Regions from separate parts of the Mus musculus genome. Here region 2 is linked to region 1. A link is a contact called in public Micro-C data. All regions are on one chromosome and are shown on one strand. The core of a region is the stretch at or near the end of the contact, and the rest is flanking DNA. Distances in the headings are between cores, read along the strand shown. Region 1 holds the start of Tbl2 (transducin (beta)-like 2). Region 2 has its middle 26 kb from the start of Fzd9.

Region 1 (3,095 bases), core at 276-2,775:
AGATGCTGGACTGCTATTCTTTCAGCACTGGGATAAAATGCAGTGCCTCCGGTATCACAGGCAAGAGTTCTAACCCTGAGCTCTGTTCCTGACCCCTCACTAGGGGAATCCTAGGCAGGCGGTCTATGGCCGCACCATGTCCAAGCAGCCTCCAAGTGTTTCTGGAATCCCTTGTCTTCTTGAGTTTTGCTGCTGATAGAACTGTCTTTCTTGCAGGGCGATGGTGGCGCACGCCTTTAATCCCAGCACTTGGGAGGCAGAGGCAGGTGGATTTCTGAGTTCGAGGCCAGCCTGGTCTACAAAGTGAGTTTCAGGACAGCCAGGGCTACACAGAGAAACCCTGTCTCGAAAAACCAAAAAACCAAAACCAAAACAAAAACAAACAAACAAAAAAACCCAACAACAACAACAACAACAAAAAAAAAAAACCCTGTCCCGAAAAAACAAAACAAACAAAAGAACCTTCTTTCTTCCTTGGCCTCCCAGGCAAAATCCTACACTGGCATCCCTGAACAACTCACATCACAGATTTGGGGGTGTAGATCCGTGGAACAGCACTTGCTTGAGCCTCTGGGTTTCACCTACCCAGCACCTCACAAGGCTAGGTATGGGGAGCACACACACACTTGTATACTCCAATGCTCCCGAGACTGAGGCAGTAATAACCAGAGCTCAAGGCCAGTTTGGACAACATTGTGAAACCATGTCTCAGAAACTCACAATGGGTTCCCTACCCTCTCTGAAGAGTTCCCGGAATCCCCAACTTTTATTCCCTAAAAAATAAATAAATAAAAGCAGCAAGACCATTCATACTCTCGATCCTTTTATAGTATTAACTCCTTTGTGAAATTTAATACAATGTCTATTTCGCTTGCCTTTTCAGATGCTTACAATTTAGATCTACAGTGTAGACCACACTTTTACAAGCTTCTCGGTTACTGAACGTATTAAAAAGACCTCGAAGCTAGGTATAGGTAACAGGAGTTCAGAAAACGTTCCTGCCGGTCAGAGTTGGCTGAAGAGTATTTTCAAATGACCCCCATTTTCTAAGAACACGAACACATAGCAAACCTGGGGTCTGACTGAGCTTTCGTAGCAGCTCCGGGGACATAGGTGGTGGTGGTGGTGGGAGGTGTCCCAGGAAAAGTCACCGACCACGTAGCAGCGCAGCTCCCAGGTTCCAAAGAATCTTGTCCCTGGGGTGCACCTGCAACCCGAAACCTACACGGGAAAGTTCATCTCACAACCAGGGAAACTGAGGTCCGTGACTCTCCACGCTCCTCGTACCACGCGGCGGCCGGGAGCAAAGTCCCCAGAGTCACCGCCACCCGACCCGGTATACTTACAGACGGGCTGGCTGGGCTTCTCCTCGGCCCGCAGCCAGCCCCGCGCCACAGCCGCCGTGGCCACCAAGGCCAGCAGACCCACCAGGAGGGACAACCCCATCAGCTCCGGCATCTGCGGCAGCTCCATGACTGCGGGACAGCTGCCACCTCAGCCTACGACGCCGGCGTCCTCACGTCTCGGCGCACGAGGGGGCGGGGGAGGACAGTTGGCGCGCCTCGAGGGGCGGGGCTGGCCAGCGTTGGCCTCTTTGGGGCGTGGCTTGGTCCCAAGCGCACCTCGGAAGGCGGGACCTAGTCGTTACGATGCCCTATGGGAAGCGACCTGGCCGTTGGAGCGCTCTGCAGGGCGGAGGTTGGCCTCTTGAGCGCCTTGAGGGCGGGGCCTGGCCGTTAGCGGGCGCTGTGAGGCGGGGCCTGGCAGTTGGAACTCTATAAGGGCGGAGCCTGGGACGTGCGCGCCTCGAGGGGCGGGCCAGAAGGTTCCGTTCCCTGTGGGGCAGGGCCTGTCCGTTGGCGCGCTTGGAGGGACTGGGGACAGTTGCAAGTACTGTGGAGCGGCGATTGGCCTTTGGGGCGTCGTGAGGAGCCAATCTTGACGGTTTTCGTCTTTTGGGGTGGAAGAACTGGTAGTCTGAGTGTTAGGAGGAGCAAGACCTGGCCGTTGACACGACCTGAGGGGCGGGACTTAGCTGCTCGTGCTGGAGGCGGAACCTCGCGCGTTTGAGTGCTCACGTGCTCTGAGAGGTGGGGCCTGGATTTTTGAATCCCCCTTGGGGCCGGGTCTTCCGTCTGAGTTTATGAGGGGCGGGGCTTAGCTTTTGACCTGAAGAGGCAAGGCCTGGCTATTGGACTGGTTTTTGAGGGGCGGGGCCCAACGGTGAACAGCTTTGATTGAAGCTGTCTGCAAGAAGTTTTTCGGTAGCGGACTCAGACGGTCCAGCTCTCACCTCATCTTGATCGTTTATTAGAAGTTTTATTGCAGCATCGCCAAACTGGATCCTTCCAAGGGGCAGGGCAGAGGTTCTTATTCCCATTTGACCCGTGCTTTCGCTGCTGGGGAAGAGAGATGCCCTGTCCGTTGGTATGGGACAGCCTCGCAAAGCCCAAAGCGAGGGTGTCGTGGAGAGGTTGTGAATATTAGAAAAAGAAACGGCTAGAAAGGTCGGAAAGAACTGGAGATCCTAGAACACTGGTTTCATCAGACCACGCTAGTTATCATAGGAAGGCCCGGAGCAAAATCCATGGAGTATTTTGAACAAAGACTGAAGGTAGAAAGCAAACCAGGGAGATCACTTATTAATTCTGTACAAGAACGTGGGTTCGATTCCCCAGCGATGCGGAGAGAAACAACAAAACCAAAACTTACAATCATGTTGTGGCTAGGGATGTAACTCCATTGGAAGAGTATTTGACTAGCTTGCAGAAAGCTGAGTTCCTTCAGCAACCCATAAACCCGGTGTAGTAGTAATAGCCTATAATTCCACACTTGGGAGTAGGAGGCAGGAAGATCAGAAATTCAAGGTTTTCTTAGAATACATTTCGAGTTCCAGGGCAAGCTGAGCTATGTGAGACGCACAACAACAACTACAAAATAAACTGGAAGTTGCTGCAAAAATCCTCCAGGGAGGTGATAAGTACCTAGATTTGGGGGTGGCCTGAAGAGAGAAAGGGATGTCGAAAAAGATATAATTACGTTTTGGCCATGCTAGAGATTGAATCTTGGACAATCATTATGCTAAGCAGCTGCTC
Region 2 (3,095 bases), core at 163-2,662, 130 kb before region 1:
AACAAAAGGAAAAGTCAAAGCCTGAGCATGATGGTGCACACCTTTAATCTCAGCACTAGGAGGGGCAGGGATATCTCTGTAAGTTTGGGGTCAGCCTGGTCTACATCATTCCAGGACAGCCAGGGCTATGTAGAGAGACCCTGTCTCAACAAACAAACACAATGTCAAACAAACAAAATATCAAAACTAGAAAATCACACAGTTTGCAGGGGATTAAATGGAGATTCTGGGCCCCAGCCGGTGAACTATCAGGCCACCAAGGTGTAGGAAAGAAATTTCGCGTCCAATGGCCCAGGCCACCAAGGCAAGTGATTCAGCTAAGAGCCTCCCTTCTATTTACAGTTCTTTGTCTCTCTTTCGTGTGTTTGTCTGTGAGGAAGCTCCACATAGCTCTTGTGAAGCCAGAGGACAAAAATCAGTCCTCCCTCCCACCCTGGGGGCTCCAGGAATCGAACTCTGGTCCTCTAGCTTGGTGGCCTGCGGAGCCATCTCATTGCCTCAAGTCCTTTCTTTTTTTCTTTCCCTTCCATCCCTCGTTCCCCCCTTTTTCTCTTTTGAATGTGTGGTGTACATGTGTGTACATGTCAGTTATTATAGGGTGTGCATCGTGTGCATGCCTGGAGACCAGAAGTCTCAGGGCACGGTGTCTCCCCAGCCACTCTCTGTTTTATTTTTTATTTTTTTTAAAGATTTATTAATTTATTATATGTAAGTACACTGTAGCTATCTTCAGACACTCCAGAAGAGGGAGTCAGATCTTGTTACAGGTGGTTGTGAGCCACCATGTGGTTGCTGGGATTTGAACTCCTGACCTTCGGAAGAGCAGTCGGGTGCTCTTACCCACTGAGCCATCTCACCAGCCCCTCTGTTTTATTTTTAATTCCGTTTGTGTGTGTGTGTGTGTGAGAGAGAGAGAGAGAGAGACAGAGAGAGAGACAGAGACAGAGACAGAGAGACAGAGAGAGACAGAGACAGAGAGACAGAGAGAGACAGAGAGACAGAGACAGAGACAGAGACAAAGATACAGACAGGGAGAGAGAAAATGCGCACAATTGAGAGAGACCGCGAGCGCAGGCACATGAGCGGTGGTCAAAGGGCAACTTGGAGCTGTTTTATTTGGTTTTGATTGCTTGCTTGTGTTTTCCTTTCTCTATGTGGGTCTCTAAGGTTCTCTCCACTTGTCAGCCTGGGTCTCCTAAATGAACTTGGAGCTCTCACCCTTCTGTCCTTCTGTCTCTGCCTCCCCAGTTCTAGGCAAACAGACACCCCAGCTTTCAAACGAGTGCCAGGGATAACCAAACGCAGATCCTCAGGCTTTTTCAGCAAGTGCTTCACCCGCCGAGCCATCTTGCCCCGAGAGCCCTGTCCTGTCCCCTCCAACCAGACACAACTGGTTGGAGGCCTGGCTCTAGCCGCTGGGAGCCAAACGGGCTTCATGGACGAGCCACTCTGCACCTACAGGACAGCCGCAGTGTGTGCGGAGGATAGAGCATCGCGGCGGTGACACTGAGCTAGGTACTCACCCTCCCTACCCGGTCTCCCACCCCCATCCCTCAGGGGCGAAGGCTCCTGCGTCGCCTGCGATTCCGTCGCCGTCAGCAGAAAGTGTCGTGGCGCCAGCGCGGGGCGGCGGGACCGCGGACTGGAGCGTGGCCGGCGCTGTGCGGGTTCGGATCCGCCTGCATTTGTGTTGGCAGCGGCCCGGGGCACAAGGCCTGGGCGATGAAAGGGGCCTCTGTCTGCACTCGCCGTGCCCCGCTCACTTTACTCTTAACAGAGCTTGGAAGCTTTCCTCCTCTTTCCCAAAATACACGTGCGTGCGTGGAGTGTGTGTGTGGAAAAAAAAAAAAAAAAAAAACACTCACAGCGAAGGTTATGTCCTGGCCCAGGCACAGGAAATGTGAACCCCAGGGGCAGAGGAGGAGAAAAAAAGAAAATAAAGCGTTTCTTCCTGGGCAGGGTGGCTGCTCCCTCTAGTCTCTGAGGGAAGGTCGGGAGACATTTTTCCAACACCCCACTGTCATTATCCCAGGAGACATGGGCTCTTCGTCAACCTAAATGGATGATGAAGTGGGCGCTGCCTTGTCAGCAATGCTGTCACCAAATGTGCCCAGAGGGACCCTGCCAAGCATAAGGATGGAGACAAGCCGATCCCTGGTACTCAGTGACCAGCCAACCTATCATCTAGTGAATAGCAGGTTCCATGAGAAAGCTCATCTCATAAACTGAGGAGGAGGGCCTGGCAAGATGGCTTTGTGGGTAAAAGTGGCTGCTGCCAAGTGTGACCATCCGAGTTCGATCCCTGGGCTACACTACACAGGGTGGGAGTCGAGAAAGCACAAGCTGACCTCTGACCCCCACACTCCCCCATACACATACAAATGAATGTAATTTAAACATAACTAAAAAGAAAGCAGAGAGCAGTGGAGGAAGACACCTGGGACTGACCTCTGGTACCCCTGGACCATGAACTCTGATCTTCCATCCCTACTTCCTGAGTGCACACACCGAAGCCTGGCTTTATATAGTGCTGGGACCAGACCCCAGGGCTCCCTGTAAAAAAAAATTTTTTTTTTTTTTTTTTGGTTTTTCTAGACAGGGTTTCTCTTTTATAGCTCTAGCTGTCCTGGAGCTCACTTTGTAGACCAGGCTGGCCTCGAACTCAGAAATCTGCCTGCCTCTGCCTCCCGAGCACTGGGATTAAAGGCGTGCACCACCACACCCGGCGAAAAAAAATTTTTTTAAAGACAAGGTCTCAGATAGCCCAGGCTAGCCTTAAAACCCCTGATCCTTCTGCCTCCATTCCTGAGTGCCAGGACGACAGAATCGGCTCCCCAACCCACCACCCATACTGTTTTAAGGCATCTCAGGAGCTTCCGTGAGAGACAGTGTGGTCTCCTCCGGTGGAACAGGGGACCCAGGTGATCTCTCTCTCCACCATGTGGGGACCCAGGGATCAAACTTGGGGTTGTCACCCTCTGCAGCAGATGCCTTTACCTACTAAGCCATCTCGCCAGCCCCTCTGCCTTCCTGTAGCTTTCTTTGGACCTGTAGCTCAGTAATAGGCTAAGTGGGCTGGCCAGGGAGTCCCAGCC

The links. A called contact is a pair of places that touch in the nucleus more often than the background predicts.
Region 2: a contact with region 1 is called in a Micro-C map of trophoblast stem cells, with 3 times the contacts expected there. The contact joins the enhancer-like site here to the promoter of Tbl2 in region 1. A contact is called at or near these places in 4 of 39 promoter capture datasets (embryonic stem cells, hippocampal neurons, liver and 1 more), 1 of 15 datasets of contacts at CTCF or cohesin (stem cell-derived epiblast-like cells), 5 of 484 Hi-C or Micro-C datasets (bone marrow, cerebral cortex, embryonic stem cells and 2 more), 5 of 115 datasets of contacts at active chromatin or transcription factors (double positive thymocytes, embryonic limb bud, embryonic stem cells and 1 more) and 3 of 9 other capture datasets (adipose tissue, liver and pancreatic islet).

Annotation. Positions count from the first base shown.
Region 1 is chr5:135,148,116-135,151,210 of GRCm38.p6, reverse strand. It overlaps Tbl2 (transducin (beta)-like 2), which reads right to left and starts at 1,525. Exons shown (of 7, transcript NM_013763.3): 1 at 1,347-1,525. The coding sequence starts at 1,473.
Region 2 is chr5:135,275,233-135,278,327 of GRCm38.p6, reverse strand. No RefSeq gene overlaps it. Among named protein-coding and RNA genes, the nearest start is that of Fzd9, 26 kb to the right of the region's middle. Within about 2 kb of position 1,412, at least 47 of the 459 cell types and tissues checked have an H3K27ac peak or open chromatin away from gene starts, as enhancers often do. A contact at or near this core is called in stem cell-derived neural progenitor cells and trophoblast stem cells, where this site is marked.